Linked DNA regions of Oryctolagus cuniculus: region 1 is linked to region 2. The links are chromatin contacts, called in public Hi-C maps. All regions are on one chromosome and are shown on one strand. Each heading gives the region's core, a stretch centred on a gene start, on an enhancer-like site or on the middle of the called end of the contact. The rest is flanking DNA. Distances are from core to core; before and after follow the strand shown. Region 1 holds the start of DDX10 (DEAD-box helicase 10). Region 2 holds the start of ACAT1 (acetyl-CoA acetyltransferase 1).

Region 1 (6,565 bases), core at 2,238-4,737, 520 kb after region 2:
CCCAAGCACCTGGGCCATCCTCCACTGCACTCCCTGGCCACAGCAGAGAGCTGGCCTGGAAGAGGGGCAACCCGGGACAGAATCCGGCGCCCCGACCAGGACTAGAACCCAGTGTGCCGGTGCTGCAAGGCGGAGGATTAGCCTAGTGAGCCGCGGCGCCGGCCTTTTATGTTGTTTTAAAATGCATGAGATTAAAGTCCAGCTGGGGTTATTCTGCCATTAATAATTAGAGGCATTAAACAGTGCCTTTATTATTTATTGATTTTTAAACAATAAATAGACCAGATACCATTTCAAATTCAGCTAAAGGTATCCTTATGAAAACATCATTAGTTTAAATGTATTTGCTGAGGTGGGCATTTGGCCTAGTGGTTAAGACATCCACATCCCATGTGGGAGTGCCTGGGTTGAGGAAGAAATGTTATTTTTCCTCAGCTTTCATAGGTTGGTAGCTGGGACAGACCCCTGTAACAAAAGAGAAGTTAATAAGTTTATTAATTAAAGTTAATGTTTATTTACCATGGGTGCCCATTACATTAGAAAAACCTCAATGAAAAGTAACTTAAATTGTGGCTTAGAACTGTTTCACATAACATTTTCATCAGATGGACAAATCTGTAGAGAAATGACAGGCATGCATTGGGCTTTCCCAGATAGCAGACTGTGGAAGACAGACTTATGGGAGGAAGTTAATGGAGTAAGGTTTGTTTGCAGACTCTGGTGTTGTCTTTGGGATGACATAGGAAGTACAGTTTCCAGTAAAGCAGAATTTGTACCCTGGCTGAAAAGCAGAATAGGGAGAGTTACCTCTGTTTGGTACTTCTTAATTGCTCTTTGTTTACAAATTATTTTTATGTCAAAGATGTATGTTTTGGTAATGCATGCTCTCTTTTCCTTCACTATAGAAAGCTACAAGATACAAGAGTAGAATCTAATTAGACAAACATCCTCATAACCACCATCTAGGTCAAGAACTGTGCCATCCATTCCTATCATTCTTTGAACATTTCTTCATTTTCCGGCACTTTAAACTATTCCAGTTCATCTTGTACTTTCTTCGTCCTGGTCCTGGAATTAGTTTGTTTCTCCAAAGAGCTGTGATTCATTTGATTGGAAAAAAAGATACTTAGAAACTAGAATCTGAGCAAAAGTTGTTCTTATCACTATTGGGGTATAATCCCCCCCCCCAAATAACCCAATAATCTTTAAAAAGAGTTATTTTCTCAGAGTTTTAGAGAGATAAAATTTGAAGAATTATGATGATGAACTACTATCATCATGCAACATTGAAATAGAAATGGACAAATAATATTAAATGGGGCATCAATGAAGGAGAAGATAAAAATACTACATTTCCCCCTTAAGGTTTAGTATAACCCTTCCCCCACCGAAGTTTTGCTGGCATTTGTGGCAGTGGTGACCAGGCACATTTTCTTCTTCTCTCCTCTTCTCCTATTTGTTTATTTGAAAGGCAGAGAGGCAGAGCAAGAGCGAGAGTGAGAGTGAGAGAGAGAGATGTTCCATCTGCTGGTTCACTCCCCAACTGGCTGCAATGGCCAGAGCTGTGCTGATCTGAAGCCAGGAGCTTCGTCCGGGTCCCCCAGCAGGTGCAGAGGCCCAAGGACTTGGGCCATTTTCTACTGCTTCCCCAGGCCATAGCAGAGAGCTGAATTGGAAGTGGAGCAGCCGGGACTGGACTTGAATCAGCACCCATATGGGATGCCTGGCACTGCAGGCAGAGGCTTTCCCCACTACGCCATAGCACCAGCCCCACCAGGCACATTTTCAAACCTCTTTAGTTCTTTAAGGACTTTGTGAATATTGGTTGGCAGTAGAGAATATGGTATTAAAACTAAAATCTGTTAAAAACTATTGTCCTCATTGTCACAACTGAAAATCTGCTTAGGGGCCATTCCTACAGAAAATAAAGTCTGACACAAATAAGCATTGAAATCATTACAATGATGTCATTTTATGTGATCAAGATATAAACCCTTTATATTACAAATTATTAAACATAATGACTTCAGAATGTGATGTTGAGTTTTTAATTATAACTAAAATTTGAATTTTGTTAAAATTTGACTTATTTAATGAATGATCACTTCTATAATGAGTTCTAATTTGTTTTCTTTTTTTAAAAAAAGATTTTATTTTATTTATTTGGAAGAGAGTTACACAGAGAGAAGAGAGGCAGGGAGAGAGAGAGAGAGAGAGGTGTCTTCCATCTGCTGGTTCACTTCCCAAATGGCTGCAATGGCCGGAGCTGCGCCGATCCGAAGCCAGGAGCCAGGAGCTTCCTCTGGGTCTCCCACGTGGGTGCAGGGGCCCAAGGACTTGGGCCATCTTCTACTGCTTTTCCAGGCCATAGCAGAGAGCTGGATTGGAAGAGAGGCAGCCAGGACTCAAACCAGCACCCATATGGGAAGCTGGTGCTTCAGGCCAGGGCTTTAACCCGCTGCGCCACAGCACCAGCCCCCTAATTTGCTTTCTGGGCATTTTTTGCTCTTATTTCTTGGATACAATGCTTTATCTTAAGAAAAATATTCACAACATGGTTTATTAGTTTTGGCTTAAAACTTTTAAATGATTTTATCAGGTGTTTGGTAGGCTTTTGCTATTCTTTCATATTTAAGAGTAGGTTGTGAGTCACAGTGTGGTGTAAGTGGGCTAAGCCTCTGGCTGCACTTCCAGCATCCCATGTGGGCGCCAGTTCGTGTCCTGGCTGCTCTGGGTATGGCCTGGAAAAGCAGCGGAAGATGGCCCAAGTGTCTGGGCCCTTGTACCTGTGTGGGAGACCCCAAAGAAGCTCCTGGCCCTGGCCTGGCCCAGCCCTAGCCTTTGTGGCCCTTTGGGTAGTGAGCCAGTGGATGGAAGAGCTCTCTCTCTCTTCCGAATAAAAAAAAATCTAAAAAAAAAGAAAAGAAAAGAAAAACAAATGAATGCCAATTTGCCCGAGTGACCAATTTCCAAATATTATTTCTGCACTTATTATCATTATCCTAGCATTTTGAGGCAAATTCATTTAGACTGTGTTCATGTTCCTCGCCATTTCCAGCTTGTTTCAAGGGCCCGGAGGAAATCGCAAACTCAGAGGGCATAATTCATTTTTATTCCTAAAGAGGTGCACTGAAGTGGACAGAAATTAAAGTTATTATCCAGCTGTTTGATTTAGGTAAACTCTTTCGGCCCCGTGGTCCTGAATATGCAAAACGGAGATCACAATTACAATTCATAGATTGCGCGTAAATACGCGCGTGCTACAGAACGCTCTCCGAAGTTTGAACCTAGCCCGTAAATGTTCAGTAGAACAGCACCAAAATAGTAGCGGCAGCCACCGCGCATGCGTCATTTTTAAGGGCCGGCGTGCTCCTGCGGCCTCTCGGCCCGCCCTCTTTCTCTGATCGTTCCGCCCTATTTCCTCCCATCCTGCCCCTCCCTGCGTAAGCCAAGTCACCAATCAGAGCTCAGTTTTCCCTTTACGTCATTGGCGCGTGCCCCGGTTTCAAAAGCATGGGGACGGGCTCCTGAACTCGCGCATGCGCCTCTGTGCGCTTTCCCCACGCTGGTTCCGTGTCCTCTCCGTGCAGCTCCTCCGCCTGGCCCTGATATCTAGTTTCTGGGGTCTCTGTGCTGTTGCCACTGCGATGGGCAAGCCTGCCGAGCACCGGGGTTCAGGAGAGCGACCCGACCCGGTGCGGAGTTTTAATCGCTGGAAGAAAAAACACAGCCATAGGCAGAACCAGAAGAAGCAGTTGAGGAAGAAGCTGAAGAAGCCCGAGTGGCAGGTCGAGCGCGAGGGTATCAGCCGCCTAATTCAGAACTACGAGAAGGTGAGGCTGGAGCTGGGGAGGGGCGCGGGTGGGCCAACCGGCGGACAACGTGCCGCCGACGCGATGGGCTTCAGAGGGGAGGGCGCGCACCTATGCCTGGGAAGCAGTTAGACCGATAGGCCGGAGAAGGGAGTGGGGGTCCCTGTGGAGGGGACCAGCTGGATAGTCAGCTGGATTCCACAGCCCACATCTTTCCAGTACCCTGGCCACTCTTAGTCATCACACTGTTCTCGAAAACAGGCTGGAAATGCAGTGGTGTTTAAGGGAAGGGAGACTGATGCTGTGGAAGTTGAAATAATATAGCACTGTTATTCATGACAATAGTGGAGTAAGATACCTACATTCGTAGCACTCACTGAGCTCTTTATTTTAGTTCTTTGACGTGATCTGAGGGATGAATCTTAATATTCCCGTTTTACAGATGTGAAAATTGAGGCTCCAAAAGGATAAGAAACTATCCCAAACTCCCACATACTTAGTATAGGTGCTGTGGAATTGGAACCTAGACCCATGTCTAATTCCAAAGCCTTTGCTCTTCACTATTTTTTTTTTTTTAAGGACTTTATTTATCTGAAGGCTGAGTTACAGAGCGAGGGAAAGTGGGGGGGAGAGGGAGAGAGGGAGGGTGGAGAGAGAGGTCTTCCATCCTCTGGTTCACTCCCCAAATGGTCACAACAGCTGGAGTTGGGCCACACCAAAGCCGGGAGCCAGGTGATTCTTCTCCCACATGGGTGCAGGGGTCAAGCACTGTTTTCCTGACAAGCAGAGAGCTGGATTGGAAGAGGAGCAGCCGCGACGTGAACCGGTGCCCAAATGGGATTCTCCTGTTGCAGGCGGAGGGGTTAGCCTCCTATGCTTCAGCGCCAGCCCCTATTATTATTAAGATTTATTTATTTGAAAGAGTGGGAGAGACAGTGAACGAGTGACATCTCCATCTGCTGGTTTGCTCCCTTGATGGTAGCAGGGGCCAGGACTGGGCCAGATGGAAGTCAGGAACCAGGAGCTTCATTTGGGTCTCCCAGCGGGGTGGCCAGGACCCAGAAATTTGGGCCATTTTTTGCTACTTTTCCCAGGCTGTTGGCAGGGAGCTGGATTGCAAGTAGAGCAGCTGGGACATGAACAGTCACCCAAATGGGATGCTGGGATAGTAGGCAGCGCCTTTACCAGCTAGGCCACAGCGCCTTCCCCTCCTCTTCACTGTTAGTCCAAACTGTGTCCTTCAACTTCACCCATCTTCCTTCCTGTGACCATTTCCGTTTCTCCATTTGCTTCATGTCCCCGTCATCTCCACATTGTCACTGCAGCTCCCAGATGAGTATCCCTGTAGTTACCACTTTGACTTCTTTTCCCAAACAACCAGAACTGTCAGTTCTTTTCCTCCTTTCCACCCTAATCCCGTGTCTGTTGGCTTTCTCACATGCTGCTTTGCATCTCAGTGATGGCTCCCTTCTATGACACTATATAAGGGATTTAACAGGTATAGTATTCCTGGGATGTCATGTGGTGTAGCTTTCCTTTAAATGAGATCAACAGTGAGAAAGTAGAGCTTAGCATTTAAGAGTTTACTTCTTGGGGGCTGGCTTTGTGGCTTAGCAGGTAAAGCCGCTGCCCACAGTGCTGACATCCTGTATAGGTACCTGTTCCTGTCTTGGCTGCTCCACTTCCAATCCAACTCCCTGCTAATGGCCTTGGGAAAGCAGTGGAAGACAGTCCAAGTGCTTGCGACCCTGCTACCCACATGGGAGACCCAGAAAAAGCTCCTGGCTTTGGTCTGGCTCAACCCCGGCCATTACAGCTATCTCGGGAGTGAACCAGCGTGTGGACAGTCTCTCTGTCTCTCCCTCTCTCTCTGTAACTGACTTTCAAATAGTAAAAAAAATAAACGTTTGCCTGGACTTTGGAGTTCCGATGATCATGATTTGATCTGGCTTTTGCTCACTAAATGTGTGACTTTAGGCAAATTGCTTACTGTGTTCACTTCTCTTTCCATTTAAAAGGCAAGTTAATATGTACCCGCTGTATTAATTGTTGTGGGAGATTTAGTGAGATAATGCTGGACGCAGATACACGTTCCATATATTAGCTGTTAAATTATAAGTAAAGCACTTTAAGAAGCCATTATAAAGTAAGTTATTGTTAGGTTTCATTTTGGATTGTGACTAGAATTGCTTAGGCTATAGGGATGAGGAATGCAGGTTTAGGCAGTATTGTCTCAACCCTTGCTTAATTTACTCCAGAGGACCTTATTGTGTTCTATCCAGAGCTCTTCGAGTTTGTATTCTTATTTATGACTGCCCTAGATGTCTCCACCTAGTTTTCTCATAGGATACGTTAACAGCCACAAATCCTTATCTTTTCCTTCATAAACCAGCAGCCCTTCTTGAATTCATAATCCAGTGTATTTCTTTGGCATTTGTATTGCTTTCTATTGCAATTGTAATGAGTTACCACAAAACTTAAAATAACAGAAATTTATTCCCTGGCAATTCTGGAGGCCAGAAGTCTGAAATCAGCTTCCCTGGGCAGAAATCAAGGTGTCAGCAGGGCCAGGCTGCCGCACAGGGGTGGGGAATCATTTTTCTGCCAAGGACCACTTGGATATTAAGAATAGCATTTACAGCCATAAAAAATAAATAACTTCAAAATTAGTCCACCACAGATTTATTGAATTTCGAGTCCTGCCTGAGTTGACTTAACCATGCCATTTCAGATGATATCCCTGGCCTTATCCA
Region 2 (7,039 bases), core at 1,340-3,839:
CTCCCCAAATGGCCACAATGGTTGGAGCTGGGCCAATCCAAAGCTAGTAGGTAGGAGCTTCTTCCAGATTTCCCATGCAGGGGCCCAAGCACCTGGGCCATCTTCCACTGCTTTCCCAGGCCATTAGCAGAGAGCTGGATTGGAAGAGGGGCAGCCAGGACATGAACCAGTGTCCATATGAGATGTTGGTGCCACAGGCGGAGACTTAGCCTACTATGCCACAGTGCCATCCCCACTTCTTTTATCTTTTATATGACAATAAATACAAGAGAAAATAATGTTTACAAAGTCATAAATATTTTCTGTCCACAACTGCATGTCTGAAGTAAAGAGTTCCTAAAATGTGAGGATACGTGCAAAGGTGAGAGAAGGCAGTGCAATGTGACATCAGGTCAGATGCCAGCTCCGTCACTGTGTTTGCAATCATGAACAGGAACAACAACAAAAAGTTTGGTTTTTATCCCGAAATCACCTCATTTAAGTGGTGGATAGCAATAGCATCTAATTCATGGAGTCTCTGTGAAGATTACTATGAAGTGCAAGAAAGGGCAGGTGTGATTGGAGCGATGGGGTTAGCTGCTGCTTGGGACACCCACATTGCATATTGCAGTGCCTGGGTTTGAATCCTGGCCCTGTTTGCAACTCCAGCCTCATACAAATGCCAACAGATGATGGCAGCAGTTCAGTACTTGACTCCCTACCATCCGCATGGGAGACCCGGATGAAATTCCAGACACCTGGCTTCATCCTGGGCCCAGCCCTGGCTGTTGTTGGCACTTGGAGGTGGGGGGGTGTGTGAACCACTGGATGGAAGATTTTCTCTCTGCCTTTCAAATAAAAATGAATAGGGGTTGGTGTTGTGGTGCAGCAGGGTAAGCCACGCCTGTGTCACTGGCATCCTGTATGAGTGCCGTGTGAGTGCCAGCTGCTCCATTTCCAACCCAGCTCCCTGCTAATGTGCCTGAGAAAGCAGCAGAAGGTGGCCCAAGTGCTTGGGCTTCTGCCACCCACTCTGGGAGACCCTGATGGAGTTCTAGGCTCCTGGCTTTGGCCTGGCCCAGCCCTGGCTGTTGTAGTCATTTGGGGAGTGAACCAGCAGATGGAAAATCTCTCTCTGTCCCTCCTTTTCTCTCTGAACTCTGCCCTTTGAATAAACAAACCTTTAAAATAAATAAATGAATGTTATAAAACATTTTAAAAGTTCATGAAAAATATATATTATGAAAAACCTATGAATGTATTTCAAAAAAATTTTTGCAGCACAATAAACTTACCCCCCCCCTTTTTAAAAAGTTATTTATGTATTTGAAAGGCAGACTTACAGAGAGAGGAGACACACAAACACACAGAGCTTCCATTTGCTGGTTCAGTCCCTAAATGGATGCAATGGCCAGGGCTGGGCAGGGCAAAAAGAGGACCTTCATCCTGGTCTCCTACATGGGTGCAGGGGCCCCAGCACTGGGCCATCTCCTGCTGCTTTCCTAGGTGCATTAGCAGGGAGCTGGATTGAAAGTGAAGCAGCCGGCGCTGCGGCTCACTAGGCTAATCCTCCGCCTTGCGGCGCTGGCACACCGGGTTCTAGTCCCGGTCGGGGTGCTGGATTCTGTCCCGGTTGCCCCTCTTCCAGGCCAGCTCTCTGCTGTGGCCAGGGCGTGCAGTGGAGGATGGCCCATGGGAGACCAGGAGAAGTACCTGGTTCCTGCCATCGGATCAGCCCTGCCATCCGATCAGCCCTGCCATCGGATCAGCGCGGTGCGCCGGCTGCAGCGCGCCAGCCGCGGCGGCCATTGGAGGGTGAACCAACGGCAAAGGAGACCTTTCTCTCTGTCTCTCTCTCTCACTGTCCACTCTGCCTGTCAAAAAAAAAAAAAAGTGGAGCAGCTGGGACTTGAACTAGTACTCATGGGATGCTATCATCACAGGAACATTTAGCCCACAAAGCCAGCCCCCTAAACTTGCCTTTTAATTCCATTTTCCAAGAACTTTTCGAAGTACTGTTTTTGAAGTGCAGTCTTTACTTGTGCAGTGGCGGTGTTAATAAGCTTTCTAGGGGTGAGCCTTTGGCGCAGAGAATTCACTGCCTGGGATGCCGCATTGCATGTAGGAGTGCCTGGCTTCTTGGTCCCGGCTCCACTCCTGATCCCAGCTTCCTGCTAATGCGCACCCAGGGAGGCAGCAGGTGATGGGCCAACTTCCTGGGCCCCTGTCAGCCAGGTGAGAATCCCAGACTGAATTCAGGGCAACCTGGCTTTGGCCAGGCCCAGTCCTGGCTGTTGCAGGCATTTGGAAAGTGAACCAGAGGATGCAAGCTCTCTGATGGTCTATCTTTAATTCTCTGCCTTTCCAACAAAATAAATAGATAACGTTTTAAAATGTTTTCTAGTTTTCATCTTTCTTCCGAAAGGCAGTTGCAAAGTTTTCATCATCAATTAAAAGCTGACTGGATTGCTTTAAAAGGTTTTCCTGGGCTATCTTTGTACTAGGTGGGTGTTAAATGTGAGAAGTAGGCTCAGTGAATAGAAAGGCTCGGGTTACACACAAGCCACAGGCTTCAGTGTGGAAACGGGAACCAGCAGCGGGTCAGGTGCTTGGTGACTTCGGTGCCACGGCCATGAGCCATCAAGTTCATTCCTGGTCGGTGGTGACAGGCGCAGCTCCCGGCGCCAGGCTCCACCCCGCCCTCGGCTGCTGGCCAATCGCGGCCGGCCGTGGAAGAGACGGGCACGGGGGCGGAGCCTGCTCCGGATCGCGGGGTCCTGCGTGCGGGGGAAGTTGCTGGTTTGCCGCGCGTCTTTGCCCTTGAAGCTACCGCTCAGCGCCCTGTGGTCATGGCTGTCCTGGCGGCTCTTCTGCGTGGCGGCGCTCGCCGGCGCGGCCCCCTGCTGCGGAGGCTGGTGCAGGTGAGCGGGTCTCGCCCCTCAGTGGGCCTCTGGGCTCCGAGCCCGGTTTCTGCTTCGGGAGGTTCCGCGCTTGGGTGCAGGCCTGGACAGCAGCCCCCAGAGACCCGCCGGGAGGGCCTCGCCCTATGCGGGCCGTGCGCGTGTCTGTGCGGGGGCTGCTCGTCCTTGCTTCAGCGTCCCTGCAGGGTAGACGGAGCCTGGAGGGCCCAGGGCTGGAGGGAGAGGGCCTGCTCTCTGTAGGCCCAGAAAACAGCTTGGAGATGTTCGGTAAAACATGTTTGTGAGCGTTGTCGAGTGTTTCTTCTCAACCCCACGCGGTACAATAGACAAGGCCCTATCTGACCATAAAAAGTGTCGCTATCTTGCAGCGTTTAAAAACTTAGGGAAAATAAATGGCGACTCGGGTAATACAGGACGCGAGGTATACCAGCTGTGGGTGTAGCTGGAGTGTTCACAGCGAATGGCTCTTCTGCCTCTTGTATTCGGAGAACACAGGCGGGGCAGAGCCTTGAAAGAAAGGATTTATTTTCCATTTGTGGAAATGCAGGCCTGCTACCCAGGTTTAGTGTCTGGCAAGGCTTCAGAAATAGGTTAAGAACTTGCAGGGCAGGTGTGGTTGGGGAGGCTTGATTTCCACCCCCCCCCCCGACCCCCCAGGGTTGGGGTCATCGCTGCGAAATCCAGTTATGTTTTAAGACTTTGGATTTGCCCCATGGCTGTGGACTGTTGATAGTCGTGTGTGTGTCATAACCACAGGTCAGAAAGAATTCGAGTGGGGAGAAAACTCATGTCCGGGTGTAGACCAGCACAACTAGTAGGGTGCTGGCAAGTAGGCGCTGAGGGGGAGCTGCCTTAGGTAAGAGACTGTGACAATAATAGCAGTTAATAGTTAGGGGGTGAGGGTGAGGGTGAGGGTGAGGGTGAGGGGCCCAGGAGAAGGAAGACTAATGTGAGTCCTGAGATAATGAAAAGTTAAAGGGCCTGGGTTTCCAAGAGAGCTCTGTTCTTAATCAGCCTATTGGTTCTAAGGAATGACTCAGGAAATCACAGAAATGTAATGAGATTCAGCTGGGTTTCAACCGGTGTTGCCCTCATGAATTGGGTGAGCCAGGTGCTCTAGGTGCACAACCTTCTTGCTTTCCAGTTGACAATCAAACACAAATGTTCCTGATTTAAAAATAACAGCTGGAGGCTGTGTAGCACGCCTTATGTGGCATTCTGTTGAACTCTAGTGCTCACGTGCACTGGGTGTTACTTGAGTCAAATGGTCATTTACTGAATCCTGGAAATCTGAATGGGATTTTCGGTTTTCTGTGCCACTTCGTGGCATGGAATTTGAGCTTTCACCCATTTTGTTGGCTTTTTCACCTTTGCCTTCAAATAAACACAAGGCTCCCCTATAGTCAACAGACTTCTGTGGACTTATTGAAATTCTTTGCTTTTCTAGCTCTAATCACCTTGCTGTCTGGTCAAAGGGCTAGTCTCTACTCATTTCCTATCATTTATTCTACGTCTGTTTCCCTTTGACCCTCTGCAGTTAAATTTTTGTGCCTTTCGCTAAAAGATACCAATGATCTTAGTTTTCTGTTTTTTTTTTTCTTTTTGACCTTTATACTGTGTTTGACAGTGTTGACCACTCCCTCCCTGAAACTCCTGTGTTTTATCCAACTTATTTTAATACTCAGACTTCTAAAAAAAAAAAAAAACTCCTTTAATTCGCCATTCCTGGACCTGTTTGCTCCCAGATGGATTTCTCTCCCTTCCCAGATCAGGTGTGTTGCTGTGGGTTGACCATTGCAGGTTGTGTTTCAGAGATGGCAATGCCAGCTTCTGTCCTGGTTCAGCCACGGGCTGGAGAAGGGAGAAGCCAGGGTAACATCTTTGACCCTCTGCAGTTACCCCAACCCAAAACTATCCCTTGACCTTGATGGTTTCCTAACTGTCCTCCAAGCTCTCAGCTATTGTGTCATTTGTATATTCCATTTTCCTGGTTGAATCTCAGTGAACACACTCATTGTTTTGTTTTCCTTCCATTCTATAAATTTTCAACTTTAGTCCGTAGGCTTTTCTTTTCACACAGGTCCAAGGGAGTCAGAACGTTGGTGTGATGAAGCAAGTGGGGGTAGGGATAGTGATGTGTTGTGGTGATAAACGTGGAGAGGAATGGACAGACTCAGGGGCTGGTGAGGTGGTAGGACCTGTTGAACTGAATGAATGACTGGCTTGGAGGGGCTGAGAGACAAGGGGTGAAGTAGAATTTGGGGGCCCTGCCTTTGGCATGAAGATGCCTAGGCCAGGTTTTTACTTATGAGCAGATTTGGGAGTAGAAAGAAAGTGGTGAGAGTTTTAGGCTTGTATTTGGGCTCTTTGGGTTAGGTTTGGAGGGCCTGGCACACTTAGCTATAGATGGAGGGGAAACCATAGGCCGTGAGCTCCCCTACAATGAGTGTGTGGGGGGAAAGGGAAGAGGGCTTAGCATGGGGCCATTGGGGGGCAAAGCATCCCAGGCCCAGGAAGAACAATCAGGACCCTGTGAAGGTGAGTGGAAAGACAGACCAGTGACTTAGCAGGAAACCAGAGGGTGTTGCATCTGCAGAGTGCTAAGGGAGGTGAGGTTTTCAAGGGGGGCGTACCAGTGTCCTGGGGCTGCAGGGTAAACAATGGGACGGCATCGTGTCACAATTCTGGAAGGTGGAAACAGGAAGTGATAGTGTCAGCCGGCTCCCTCTCATCAGTAGGGGAATCCTTCCTGGCCTCTTGGCTCCTGGTGGTTGTGGCTTCTTCACTCCTCTATTTGCATGTGGTGTTCTCCCTGTGTGTATGTTTATCTCTGGACAAATTTTCCCATTGTATACCGACACTAGTTGTACTGGATTAGGGGCCCACCCTGGGGACCTCATTTTAACTTGGATATCTCTGTAAGGACCACATTTCCAAATAAGGTTAACTGAGCTCCTAGGGTGTCACACTACTTTTCTTTGCAGATGCAAACCAACTCATAACAGAGGTTGTTACCAATCTCAACAACTTGTCAACAGTGTTAAAATTTGACAAGTCAGAGTGGTAAAGTAAGGTTTTAACAAAGGAATTATATTTATAAGTAACATACATAAAGTGAACAATAAGTAAAATGAAAAATGTTGATTAAAATTAACATAGCTAGTAATTGGAGACTTTAAAAATATTTTTTAGAAATTTATTTATTTGAATGGTAGAGTTACAGAGAGGAAGGGATTGAGAGATTTTTCATCACTGGTTACTCCTCAAATGGCTGCAGTGGCTAGAAGTGGGCCAGGCTGAAGCCAAGAGCCTGGAACTCCATCCCAGTCTCCCATGTGGATGACTGGAGCCCAAGCACTTGGGCTGTCCTCCACTGCTTTCCAAGGCAGACCAGCAGGGAACTGGATCAGAAGTGGGGCAGCCAGGACTCAAACTGGTTCTCATATGGTGTGCTGGCATTGCAGGCGGCAGCTTAACCCTCTACACCACAACACCAGGTTCCAAATTTTTATTTTTATTTTTATTATGTTAACAGGTTCGCTCCCCACATGCCAGCAACAGCTAGTGCTGGGCCAGGTCAAAACCAGGAGCCTGGAACTCAGTGTAGGTGGCAGGGACTCAAATACTTGGGTCATCACTTGCTGCTTCCCAGGGTGTGCATTAACAGGAATGTTGGAGTGGAGAACAAGGCTTGGACTTGAACTTGGGCTCTCTGATATGGGAATGCGGGCATCCCAAGTGGTGGTTTAACTTGCTGCACCACAGCCTGGCCCTGCTTGGAGACTTCTATAAAGGCATGAAGAAGTACAGATTTGCCATGTGTTGCTTTTGTGTAAGGGGATTTTGTGTTCCTTATACAAACAATATGAATAAACGCAAGGTATTTTGAATATTAACTACGAGCCCTCTATCCTAAGAAGTTGAAAAGTTTAAATGTGATTTAATCACTCTTCCCAAAATGCTTCCTTGATAATGGCTTTTGATGGAACTTTGCAGATATTACCTGTGCATTTTTGGGTGTTTCCTGGCCTAGTCCTAGAGAGGAATAGTAAGAGCTGCATGTCGCTGCTGACAGGCTTGGTCAGTGAGGGATTCCGTAAGCCAGTCATGACTGAACGTGTAGTGCTTTGGAAACAGCA

What was found. Hi-C and Micro-C count contacts between places; a contact is called where the count stands out from the background.
Region 1: a contact with region 2 is called in a Hi-C map of psoas muscle, with 6 times the contacts expected there. The contact joins the promoter of DDX10 here to the promoter of ACAT1 in region 2. A contact is called at or near these places in 3 of 6 Hi-C or Micro-C datasets (ear pinna, psoas muscle and an unstated tissue).

The regions. Positions count from the first base shown.
Region 1 is chr1:100,405,554-100,412,118 of mOryCun1.1, forward strand. DDX10 (DEAD-box helicase 10) reads left to right here and starts at 3,488. Exons shown (of 21, transcript XR_011390521.1): 1 at 3,488-3,833.
Region 2 is chr1:99,886,848-99,893,886 of mOryCun1.1, forward strand. ACAT1 (acetyl-CoA acetyltransferase 1) reads left to right here and starts at 2,590. Exons shown (of 12, transcript XM_002708492.5): 1 at 2,590-2,900. The coding sequence starts at 2,829.